Linked DNA regions of Mus musculus: region 1 is linked to region 2. A link is a contact called in public HiChIP or PLAC-seq data. All regions are on one chromosome and are shown on one strand. Each heading gives the region's core, a stretch centred on a gene start, on an enhancer-like site or on the middle of the called end of the contact. The rest is flanking DNA. Distances are from core to core; before and after follow the strand shown. Region 1 holds the start of Pdxp (pyridoxal (pyridoxine, vitamin B6) phosphatase). Region 2 holds the start of Zfp647 (zinc finger protein 647).

Region 1 (5,459 bases), core at 2,779-5,278, 2.0 Mb before region 2:
CCTCCAGCCTCTCTGACTTTCTCTCTCTACTGTGGTAAGACGGGATCGTCCTGGAAGGGACACTGTGAGACTCGCTGGGAAGGGCACTTAGCAGTGGTGGTCAGTGCTCCAAGAAGCCATGCTTGTGGCATGGGAAAACTGGCACAGCCCGCTGCCTGGAATGCAGCAGGGCACAGAAATGTCCACACCTCTGACCTAGTCAGCCTTGCAGGGGAAAATGATCCCCCAGAGAAAACTCCAGACAGACAAAAAGCTACACCCTCAAAGATGTCGGCGGCCACAGTAAGCGCAGGACGTAAGGAGAGCTGGGGAAGAAGCCAGGGAGTCTAACAACAAGAGGCCTGTTAAGGTGCTGTCTCCCAGCCAGCACCGATCTCCTGGCACAATGCGTCTCCTATTCCTGCCCACTGGCGTGACCGCGTGCCAGTGCATTCTGCCTTTACACCAACACCCACAACTAAACGAAGAGAAGCGGCACCATTTACGCAAGTGTACTAAGAAGCCCATTTCACAGATGAGAAAGCTGAGGCCCTGTGACATTAAGAAATCTGCCCAGAGCCGGGCAGTGGTGGCGCACGCCTTTAATCCCAGCACTTGGGAAGCAGAGGCAGGTAGATTTCTGAGTTCGAGGCCAGCCTGGTCTACAAAGTGAGTTCCAGGACAGCCAGGGCTGCACAGAGAAACCCTGTCTCAAAAAAACCTAAAACAAAACAAAAAAAAAAATCTTCCGAGAGCTGAGCTTCCTTGGCGTGTTGGTTTGAATGTGTTTATCCACATAGTCTTGATCACTTGAATATATGGTCCTCAGTTGGTGGTGGTGGTTTGGACAGTGTAAGAGACTTCGCTCTGCCAGAGGAAGTGCACTAGTAGAGACAAGCTTTGAAGTTTCAAAGCTTCCCACCATCCCCAGGGTTTGCTCTCAGCTTCCTGCTGGTCGTTCACAATTCGAGCTTCCAACTTGCTGTCCCAGCCACCGAGGCCACCACTTCTGTTCCCCGCCACTGAGTCCTCTCCCTCTGGAACCATAAGCTCCCAGTAAACCCTTCTTTCTGTAAGCTGCCCTGGTCATGGTGCTTTATCACAGAGAAGGAACTAACATTGAGAGCGGCATAAAGACCCACACCAAGGAGGCTCAGTGAGAGGCCTCCCCGGGCTACACAGTGAGATCCTGTCTCGAAATGACCACCACCACCACCACTAATGAATTATTCACAAGTACCATGCTCCGAAAACTCGCCACGCCCACTAAGTTTGCTGCGTTCTTGAGGTGGCTGTGGCAATTCCATACCAATGTTTCCCAGGCTGCTGGCAGCACTCCAGCCACCAAACACCATCTGGGGATACAAGACAAGGCCTTCCCTCTCCATGGACATTTCTTACTATAACCCAGCCTGACCCAAACACTCTGTGCCTCCTCTTTCCACTCTCATAGGTACATCACTGGGCTACAGCAGCAGAGCAGGCAGGGCCGGCAGGGAGGAGTTGCTCCATCCACCAGGACACAGGCAGAGAATCCGAGCCTCATCCTGGGAGGTGGCAGTGAACCTTTAATCCCAGCAGGGGGTGGGGGGAGGCTGAGACCCTGCCTCAAAAACACAAAAGTAAACAAAAGGATTGTCCCCCCCAGCTCTTCAGTCTGTTCATTTCCCAGCTCCCTGGGTGGGCAGAGCTGGTTCCTCTTGGCCCCATGCCTCCTGCCAGTCCAGCTACGTGCCTAACAGTCAACATGATCCCAGTAGGGGAGCCCATGAATGTAACACCTAACTCAAGGCTGCTGTGTGTCATGGCATATTCCTGCAGGGTGGCCCCGTCTACCTGCCAGCTCAAGTGGCCGCCCTGTGACAAACAAGCACAGTTTCACAGGCCTGTGATGACCGGGAGGTGGGCATGTGTGTGTGTGTGTGTGTCTCCACGTTATTTCAGATCCAATACATAATCGAGTCCTTTAATGACTGTTTATCTACCCCCCCCCCCCTGCTCCTGGGCTACTGCGCACAGCTACCAGGCATTTGTTAATCAATGCGAGGAAGCTACATCACTCATCACTCGCAAACGCGGCTGCAAGCCTGTTGTGTAAAGCTCTGTCTCCCCCTCTAGGCAGTAGGAGGAACTGGCAGGTTGAATAGATGGGTAAGCAGACAGGAGAAGCCAGGAGGGTTCCTGCAGAGGTCAGGGGCTAGGTCCTGTCTCTCCCAAGCTCCTCAGACCACCCTTCAAGGGACCCTGGAGAAGCCCTTGCCCCAGAGCTTCAACCCAAGCTTTTTGGGAAATCGGACTCGATAGTAACAAGATGGGGGAAAAAAGGCTGCTACAGCTGTGACCTCTAGATTTGTGGGGAGAAGGTTCATGTATGAGGTGAGGGTAGGTCTCAGGCAGAGCCAGGAAAGGCCCAGACAGTAACTTCCTTTTTCGGCTACACCAGCCTGACGGTATGCCTCCTCCGGGAAGGCTTCCCAGATCCTCTCCACAGGCATCCATTTCACTGCCCCATCTCGAACCCGTGACTCCCTCACTTCCTGCAATACCACCCTGCAGAACCCCTGAATTTGGTATCAAGGACTATGTGAGCCAAAGGCTAGCAGAAGAGAGTGGCAGAGATATGTCCATGTCTCATCTGGAGGAACCAAACCTGTCTATAGCCATTCATCACTATCTGGTAAGTCTCTGATCCCTCCATCTCTTGGGGCTCATGCCAGAGGTCAGCGCTTCTGTTTAGGTACAGGCCTGAACAGCCTGGACTGCTCTTGGATGGGTGGATGGATGGATGGGGGGTCCCCAAAGGCCAAGTCAGGTTCCCCTGCTCTATGCTGTGTGTTCCCTGGCAGCTCACCTCCCTTAAGTACCAATTTCTTTAACTGTGAAATGGGCCAAAACTCTTATTTTTGAACTAATCTGGAAAGGAAATGAAGGCACCATTAAGGAGCTTCAGGAAGCTATTAATAAACTAGAGGGCTGGGTTCAAAAGCCTGGGGATAACCGACATGGTAAAGAACCCCACTGGAAACCAGGTTCCGAGGTTATGTAACTCACAGGGTTAACCAAACAGGGCCAGAACTGGAACTGAGGTCAAGCTCCACTACCTTCCAGTCTCCCCACTGGCCTAAGGTCAAGCTCCACTACCCCCTAGTTTCCCCACTACCCTGATTCTGGATGCGCGGATCCAGCTCTCCACCGGCATCATCCTTCCAGACCGCTTCGACAAACCCTCCTGCAAAGTGGGTGGGGCCAATGACAAAAGCCCAAGAGGCCGGTTCCAAATCTGTATCCCACCTGCAATTCCCTGAGCTACAGTGAGCCTAAGGTGGCTCGTGTGTCAAACTGGTCCTCGGCCACTATCCGACAGGCGGCAGCTGCAGGAATTCCGAAAAGCGCGTCAGGTCCCAGCACACATCCCCGCGCCCAGTCCCGTGCTCACCGGGGGTCCGGCTTCCGTCGCTGAGCGGGTGCCAAGGGTCGCGATCGGTGGCCACGAGCAGGCAGTCGGGGTCGCGCAGGTGCGCGCACGCCTCGGTCAACCTGGAGAAGGAAAACTGCTCGTCGTAGCCTACGAGCACGGCGCGCACGCGCGGGTCCTCGCCGGGGTCCCCCGCCAGGCGCAGCCCCGCGGCGCGCAGCTCAGCGCGCAGCCCCTCGCCTCCCAGCACGAACACTGCGCCCGATGCGTCGGGCGGCCCGGACAGCCGCTGGCGCAGGAGGCGCGCGGCACACAGCGCGGAGCTGAAGAGCTGCTCGGCGCGCAGCCCCGCGAAGCCCAGGCGGGCGAAGCGCAGCGCCAGCTCGGGCCGCGCGCGCCGGCTGTTGTTGCTCACGAACAGCGTGTTCTTGCCGGCCCGCGCCAGCCGCTGCAGCAGCTCAGGGGCGCCCGGCACGATGCGTTCGCCGTTCCACAGCACTCCGTCGCAGTCGAACAGGACTCCCTGCGCCTGGCCCAGCACGTCGCGCAGGGCCGCGCCGCGCAGCCGCTCGCAGCGCGCCATGCAGCCGGCTGGCCGCTCGCACGCGCGCGCTGCGCTCCCTCCGTGGACAAGGGGCAGCTTCACCAATTGGCGCGCAGAACGGGGAGGAGGCGGGGCTACGAACACAGGCTTCAGCCAATAGCGACTAGAATTTAGTCGAAGGTGCTGGCCGATCCCGAAGGAGCTCGGAGAAAGGGGCGGGACCGCGGGCGCCACTAGAAGGAGGCGACCAATGAAGAGACAGCCTGGTCTGCAGCGAATCGCCGTGCGCTTCCCAGCCAATTAAAAACGTAGGCCAGATGGTTGCTAGGAGAAAAACAGAGGCTGAGAGAGATGTTGTCTTCGGGCCACATCTTGTTGCCCTCGGAACCATTGAGGCTCATTAGAAACATGTGGATGTGATGGAGCCAGGGCTCCATCACCCGTGACTTCGCAAGCTGGCCTGGGCTCTTAGACCTGGTCAGTGATCCTTCTGGTCATCTGACTGTGCTGTGGAGTCTCCTGGGGAACTTGTTTTTTTTTTTTGTTGTTGTTGTTGTATAATTTCCGTTTAGTAAGATGTATACTTTATAGTTCGATGGCTTTAGATAAATGATTTTTAAAACACAGGTACAGGTCAGTGGAATGGTTCAGCAGATGATGGCAGTTTGCTGTCAAGGCTGAGGACCCGAGTTCCTTCTTCAGAAACCTCACGGTGGAGAGAACATACTCCTTCCAGTTGTTTTCTGACCTCCACACACACATCCACACAGATGAATGTTAAAACGTTCTAGCCGGGCGATGCGAACACATACATTTAATCCCAGCACTCAGAATCAGAGGTAGGAAGAGCTCTGATTTCCAAGCCAGCCTAGTCTACAGAGCAAGTACTAGGACCAAGGGTATTCAGAGAACCCTGTCTCAAAAAACAAAAAAACAAAACAAAAAAAAAACCCAATAAATAAATAAATAGATAATCAAACACATGGCTGTAAGACAGGAACCCAGAGATCTGATTTCATGTTTTATGTGTGTGGGGGCACTAGGCACTATTTTGATGGCCAGGCCCAATTGGTAACCCATTTTATTGATGGGGTGATCCCAACTGCCTAGGTCTCCATTTTGTAGACGGAAACCTTTTAATCTGTCAAGCCTTTGAATAACCAGTAATTCAAAGTATGGGGACCAGGGATGAACAGGGATCTGTACTGTCACAATATTTTGGTTCTAAGCAGAACTGTAGCTGTCTAACCCAGAGCAACTGAAGGGAAGAGACCGAAGAAAAACCGTGCCTTTGAGGCCCAACTATTTTCTGTTCTTTGTGCCTTTTGTAATGGGTTTCTTAGCCTAGAAGACCATAGACAGCATGCCCCTGCCTCCACTCGGTTACTAAATTGGGCTTCCAGATGCACTGACCCACTTCTGCCAGCCCACTCCCAAAAGACCCTCAGGTGTAGAGCTGAAAGGAGCGTTAGCCTGGGACTACACAGAGCAACTCAGGGAAGGCCATGGATAGCTCAATCC
Region 2 (5,823 bases), core at 2,810-5,309:
ACATGTGTTGGAGTCAGGACAACTTGCGGGGATCAGTTCTCTTCTACCATGAGTTCTGGGGGTTTAGCTCACGTTTGACACACTTTTGGAGAGCATCTTTACTTACTGAGCCATCTCTAGCCCCAGGGATGCTTACTCTTTATAACTTGATTAAGATTTCTGAGGCTTGGGAGCTGGTGAGATAGCTCAGCGGGTAAGAGCACTGACTGTTCTTCCAAAGGTCCTGAGTTCAAATCCCTGCAACCACATGGTGCCTCACAACCACCCGTAATGAGATGTGATGCCCTCTTCTGGTGTGTCTGAAGTCAGCTACAATGTACTTATCTATAATAATAAATAAATCTTAAAAAAAAAAAATTTCTGAGGCTGAGCATGGCGGCTTATGTCAATAGTCTCAACACTCAAAAGGCGGAGGCAAGCAGGTTACTGCTGAGTTCAAAGCCAGTCTGGACTGTAGAGTGAGACTCTTGTACTAGTCAGGGTCTCTAGGGATATGACGAATCACCACGACTAAAAGTGAGTTGAGGAGGAAAGAGTTTATTTGGTTTACACTTCCACATTGTAGTCCATCACTGAAGGAAGTCAGAGCAGGAGCAGATGCAGAGGCTGTGGAGGAGTGCTGTTTGCTGGCTTGCTCAGCCTGCTTTCTTAAAGAACCCAGGACCACCAACCCAGGGATGGCACCACCACATGCCTGGTGCCTATAGAGGCCAGAAGAGAGTAACAGATCACTTGAAATTGGAGTTACAGACAGTTATGAGCCACCATGTGGATGCTGGTACTCAAACCTGGCTCTTCTAGAAGAGCAGCTGGTACTGTTAACTGCTGAGCCATCCCTCCAGCTCCGATATTCATTTATATGAAATTCTGGACACTAAGCAAATTCAAATTCAGTTAGTGACGGGTTAGCAGTTAAATGTGAGCTGAACTACAATGAACAGTGTGGCTCAATTGGTGGCGGCCGTGGTGGTGGTGGGTTTTGTTTGTTCATTTGGTTTGGTTTAGTTGGTTGGTTTTTCGAGACAGGGTTTCTCTGTATGTCCCTGGCTGTCCTGGAACTCACTCTATAGACCAGGCTGGCCTCGAACTCAGAAATCCACCTGTCTCTGCCTCCCAAGTGCCAGGGATTAAAGGCGTGCGCCACCATGCCAGGAGGCTCAATTTTTAAATTCTGAGTGTGCATGTGTGTGTGTATGTGTGTGTGTGTGTGTGTGTGTGTGTGTGTGTGTGTGTGTGTGTGTGTGAGAGAGAGAGAGAGAGAGAGAGAGAGAGAGAGAGAGAGAGAGAGAGTGATTGAGTGCAGGTACCCACAGAGACCAAAGGAGTTGGATCCCCCTGGAGTGGAAGTTACAGGCAGTTGTGAGGTGCCTGACATAAGTACTGGGAATCAAACTCAAATCTTCTGGAAGAGATATGAATGCTCTTAATGCTGAGCCATCCCACTTAGCTATCTCAGCTTTTTTTTTAATCAATATTTTACTTTTATGAGTTTTGACTGCATGTATATCTGTACACCACCTGCATGCAGTACCCATAGAAGACCAGAAGAGGGCGGCAGATCCCTGGAATTGGAGTTACAGGTTGTGTACTTATATGGAAGTGCTGGTACCTGAACTGTTTACTTGGCAGATCCAGTGCTCCTAACCACTGAGTCTCCTCTCCAGCCTCCCTGACTCCATGTTTAATGGAGGCGTTAGCCTCAGACTGCCTTCTCTTTGTGAGCCCACATGTAGACCAGAAAGCCTTTTCTGATAAGAAAGCCTGGGCGCTCTTCCTTTGGCTTTCCTAACCAGTGAAGCCATAAGACCCTCTGGTCCAGTCTTAGAAACAGCCGTGCAGATGGTTGTTTTAGTTGGCTGCCATTGCTTTGACAAGCGCATGGCAAAGGAAACTTAAAAAGGGTTTCCTGTGGTTCAAAGGCCAGGTACAGTCCACGATGGTGGGAAGATGTATGCATGCGTTTGAGGCAGCTGGTCACATTGCATCTGCAGTCGCAGAGAGGACAGCCATGCATGCTCAGACTCGGTTCAGCCCTCCTCATTCAGTCAAGAATCTAACTCATGAAACACATTTAGGGCGGGTCAGCCCACCTCAACTTAATCTAGGCAATTCCTTACAGACATGCCCAGAGATTGGTTCCCATGAAGGCGAGAAGATCAGCCATCAGACTACCTTAGTCAAGGTCTCTTTGTTCTTTCAAGCAATTTTGGACCCATGTAGAGAGAGACATGCCTGACTCTCCCCAGAGAGCTCAACTGTATCAATGATGTATATATCCATACCCTCCAAAATATTTTTAGCCCCCCCCCCTTCCCTCATGTCTCGTGGACATCCGTGGCCTCTCTATATTGTGACTGCTTTAAAACTAGCTGCCTCGGGGACTGGTGAGATGGCTCAGTGGTTACGAGATCTGACACTCTCTTCTGGTGTGTCTGAAGACAGCTACAGTGTACTTATATATAATAAATAATAAATCTTTAAAAAAAAAAAAAACAGCCAGGCACTTGGGAGGCAGAGGCAGGTGGATTTCTGAGTTCGAGGTCAGCCTGGTCTACAAAGTGAGTTCCAGGACAGCCAGTGATATACAGAGAAATCCTGTCTCGAAAAAACAAAAACAAAAAAACCTGGCCCCCTCTGGGGCACACACACTTTAAAAATCCAAGAACAAAAACCTGGAGGCTCCATCACCCTGATCCACAAGAGCTGTTCTTGCTCCCTATCTCCCAGACATTTCCTCCTCCAGCCCCATGCTTTGTGTGTAGCCTCAGCTGTCCTGGAATTTGTTCTATAGACCAGGCTGGCCCCAAACTCACAGAGATTGGCCCTCTGACTCTGCCTCTGCCTCCTCTGCCTCTGCCAGTATTTTGTAACAGAAGACACGTAACCACTACAATTAGAGAAATAAAAATTGAAGCCATAACGGAGGGTAGGATCGAGTGCTACTGAGATACTATATGCTTATACTAGAGTCCCTGACTTTAATTTCCAGCAGAGAATATGTGTGCATACAGGGCCACTAAGGGTCAGTCTGAGGAGCTGCGCACCACGGTATTTTGTTGTTTTATCTTTTGAAAGGGCTTCTCAACAGGTCAGAACCTGAAGCTTGCCAGTGACTCTAGACTGGCTGGCCAGAGAGCCCTACACAGCTCGGCCTTGTTCCGCCTCCCCTGTGCTGGGGTTCTAAGCAAGCACTATTACACCCAGCCTTTTCACATGGATACGAGTGATTAAACTCAGCCTCGTGCACGTTTGTCAAACACCCAGTCTGTTGTACATTCCTCTAGCCCTGGAATAACTCAATTTTTTTTAAAGATTTATTTCATGTATGTGAGTACACTGTAGTTGTCTTCAGACACACCAGCAGAGGGCATCAGATCCCATTACAGATGGTTGTGAGCCACCATGAGGTTGCTGGGAATTGAACTCAGGACCTCTAGAAGAGCAGTTAATGCTCTTAACCGCTGAGCCTCTCTCCAGCCCCGAATAACTAAATTTCTAAAAGCCTGCTTACACCAAGTGTGGGCAAATACAAACAACAATTGGAACTGTCATACACTGCTAGTCTAGGGAATGTGTTGATGAGGACACAAGACAGACTGGCCGTCCCTTAAGAAGTTGAACACACACTACACTGTAAACTAAACCCAAGCAGCCCGAGTCAGCCTGATGGGTCTCGAGACCAGTGGTCCAGGCTGCCTGGCCACCAGGGAAATCGCTAGAGGGCAAGCACAGATCTTGGCGGAAGTGACCGAAGGCCCTCGGGAGAAGAGGGGCGGCAGGGAGGGGGCGAGGCCGGGAGGCACTCGGATTTGTAGGGACTGCGGCCGCCGCTTCCGCTACAGCCTCAAAGAGCAGGCGCGGTCCGGGTCAGCACGCGGTCTCTCTAGGCACAGCGGAGGCCTACGCTCTCGGTGGCCCCGGGGCGCAGGGCATCAAGTCCTGCAAGAAGAGCTGGAGGCGGACGGCCATCCGATCCTCCCGCGTCCCGGTCCGGGACTTGGGGTGGGGGTTGGGGGTGGGGACCTAGGGGCGGGGTCCCCTGAGATTGACGACTGCGCAGACGGGGCGGGACGGCCCCTTTGTCTTAGGGAGCCGAAGCTGCCGCCACAGGGCGAGAGGTTGCGGCAGATGGTGAGTGGCGCTCTGTCGGCTGCGCGGGACCCTCTCCTTCATCCGCACCCAAAGCTCCGCGCCCTCGCGTATGCCAGCCCTTCCCCCCGATGGATGGCTGCGGCCGGGCTGCTGACCCAGGCTGCACCCTCCGGTCCCTCGAACCCTCCAGGCCCCTCCCCGGGACCCTTCGCGGTGGCTCCCGCTAGCCCGGTCCGGAGTTCAGACGGTTCTGATGTGCATACGGTTTCCTACTGGTTGGTTAATTTGGTTTGGCTTGGGCAGTGGATGAGGTTTTGTCTGGTGAAATAACCGCGTCCCAGACTGCCCTGGAAGTCCTGGGTTCGCACGATCCTCTCCCATAACCCGGACTACAGTCAGGGCCACCATACAGCATTTTAAGTCCCATGCATCCTCAGCAGCGAAGGACATTTCTTGTCAAACTGAAGGTGCTCCGCTCTGCTCCCCATTAGCCCAGCTTCTTCTTGGATTTGTTTTATTTTTCTGCTGTTGCTCTCTTGTTACTTTGCAAAGGCCCCTTTTAATGGATGACAACTTCTCTAACGTGGCATTTTCTTGTTTAATTTTTTTATATGTATTTATGTGCTTTGCCTGCGTGTGTATCTGTACTGTATATCATGTGCATGCCTGGTGCCAACGGAGGCCAGAAGAGGGCATCGGGTTCCCTGGAATTGGCTGTGAGCCGCCATGTGGGTGCTGGGAATCAAGTGTGGGTCCTAGACGGGGGAAAAAAACGTGTGCTCTTAACCGCTGAGCCATCCCTCCAGCCTCCACATGTATGGCTCAGTTAGACACCTGAATCTGGATGTGCTGATGAGTGCTGCCATCCCCATCTCTGCCGCTTAGTAGCTTACTTGGTGAGTTCCAGGCCAGTAAGAGACCGTATTTCCCCGCCCCCGCCCCCCCCCCCCCCAATGGTGAAAGGTTTCTAAGGAATAACACCTAAGGTTGTCTGCTGGCCTCTATGTGCTTGCTGATGTGTAGGTACGCACGCACACACAGGAAAATTGTATACAATAATAGCTCCCTTGTATGTGGGCGATGAAGTATGGGCACAGCTGTATTCTCTAAGGCCAGAGAAGGACATTGGATGTCATGCCCACTGGCCCATCTCCCCAGCCCACAGTAGTTCTTTTAAATGTTACTCTGCCTAGCATCCTGACATAGTGAATGCATAGTGACACTAGAAGCAGTTTCCTGTGGAGCTCTCTAGAATGATTGGAATCAGGCACTCCTACTAATGCGTGTGGACATTCCTGTCACTAACATAAAAGGAAGGTTCCCCTGAGCTCCACTATAGAGATACTTAAAGCTGGGTGGACATTAGTTCTGATATTTTGCACACTGGGGATTTCCTTGTAGGGGACACAGAGAAGTGGAATGGGACTAACAGGTTAGAGCTAATAAGCCACCTTACCACCATATAGGTGACCAGTCCCTGGGGCTTTCTTGCCATACAGATGTTTCAATTTCCACCTCTGCGTTTGTCTTTTAGCTGTTTGCATTCCTGGTCAGATTGACCACCAGCTTGTATTCTTTTTCTGTATGTTAAAAACACACTTCCCTATGGGTTTTTTTTTTTTTTTTTTTTTTGCTTTCTTGTTTGTTTGTCTGTTTTTTACTCCATTGAGAAAGTGTCTTCTTTGATTTTATTTACTTATTTTACAACTAGAAGGATCTTGGTATTGGTTT

Evidence for each region. HiChIP or PLAC-seq counts read pairs in DNA pulled down with a chosen protein or histone mark.
Region 1: a contact with region 2 is called in a FOXA1 HiChIP or PLAC-seq map of pancreatic cancer cells. The contact joins the promoter of Pdxp here to the promoter of Zfp647 in region 2.

The regions. Positions count from the first base shown.
Region 1 is chr15:78,912,488-78,917,946 of GRCm38.p6, reverse strand. It overlaps Pdxp (pyridoxal (pyridoxine, vitamin B6) phosphatase), which reads right to left and starts at 4,028. Exons shown (of 2, transcript NM_020271.3): 1 at 3,416-4,028. The coding sequence starts at 3,977. Gm30368 (a long non-coding RNA gene) reads left to right here. Exons shown (of 6, transcript XR_003951546.1): 5 at 1-2,656.
Region 2 is chr15:76,923,684-76,929,506 of GRCm38.p6, reverse strand. Zfp647 (zinc finger protein 647) reads left to right here and starts at 4,059. Exons shown (of 5, transcript NM_172817.3): 1 at 4,059-4,131.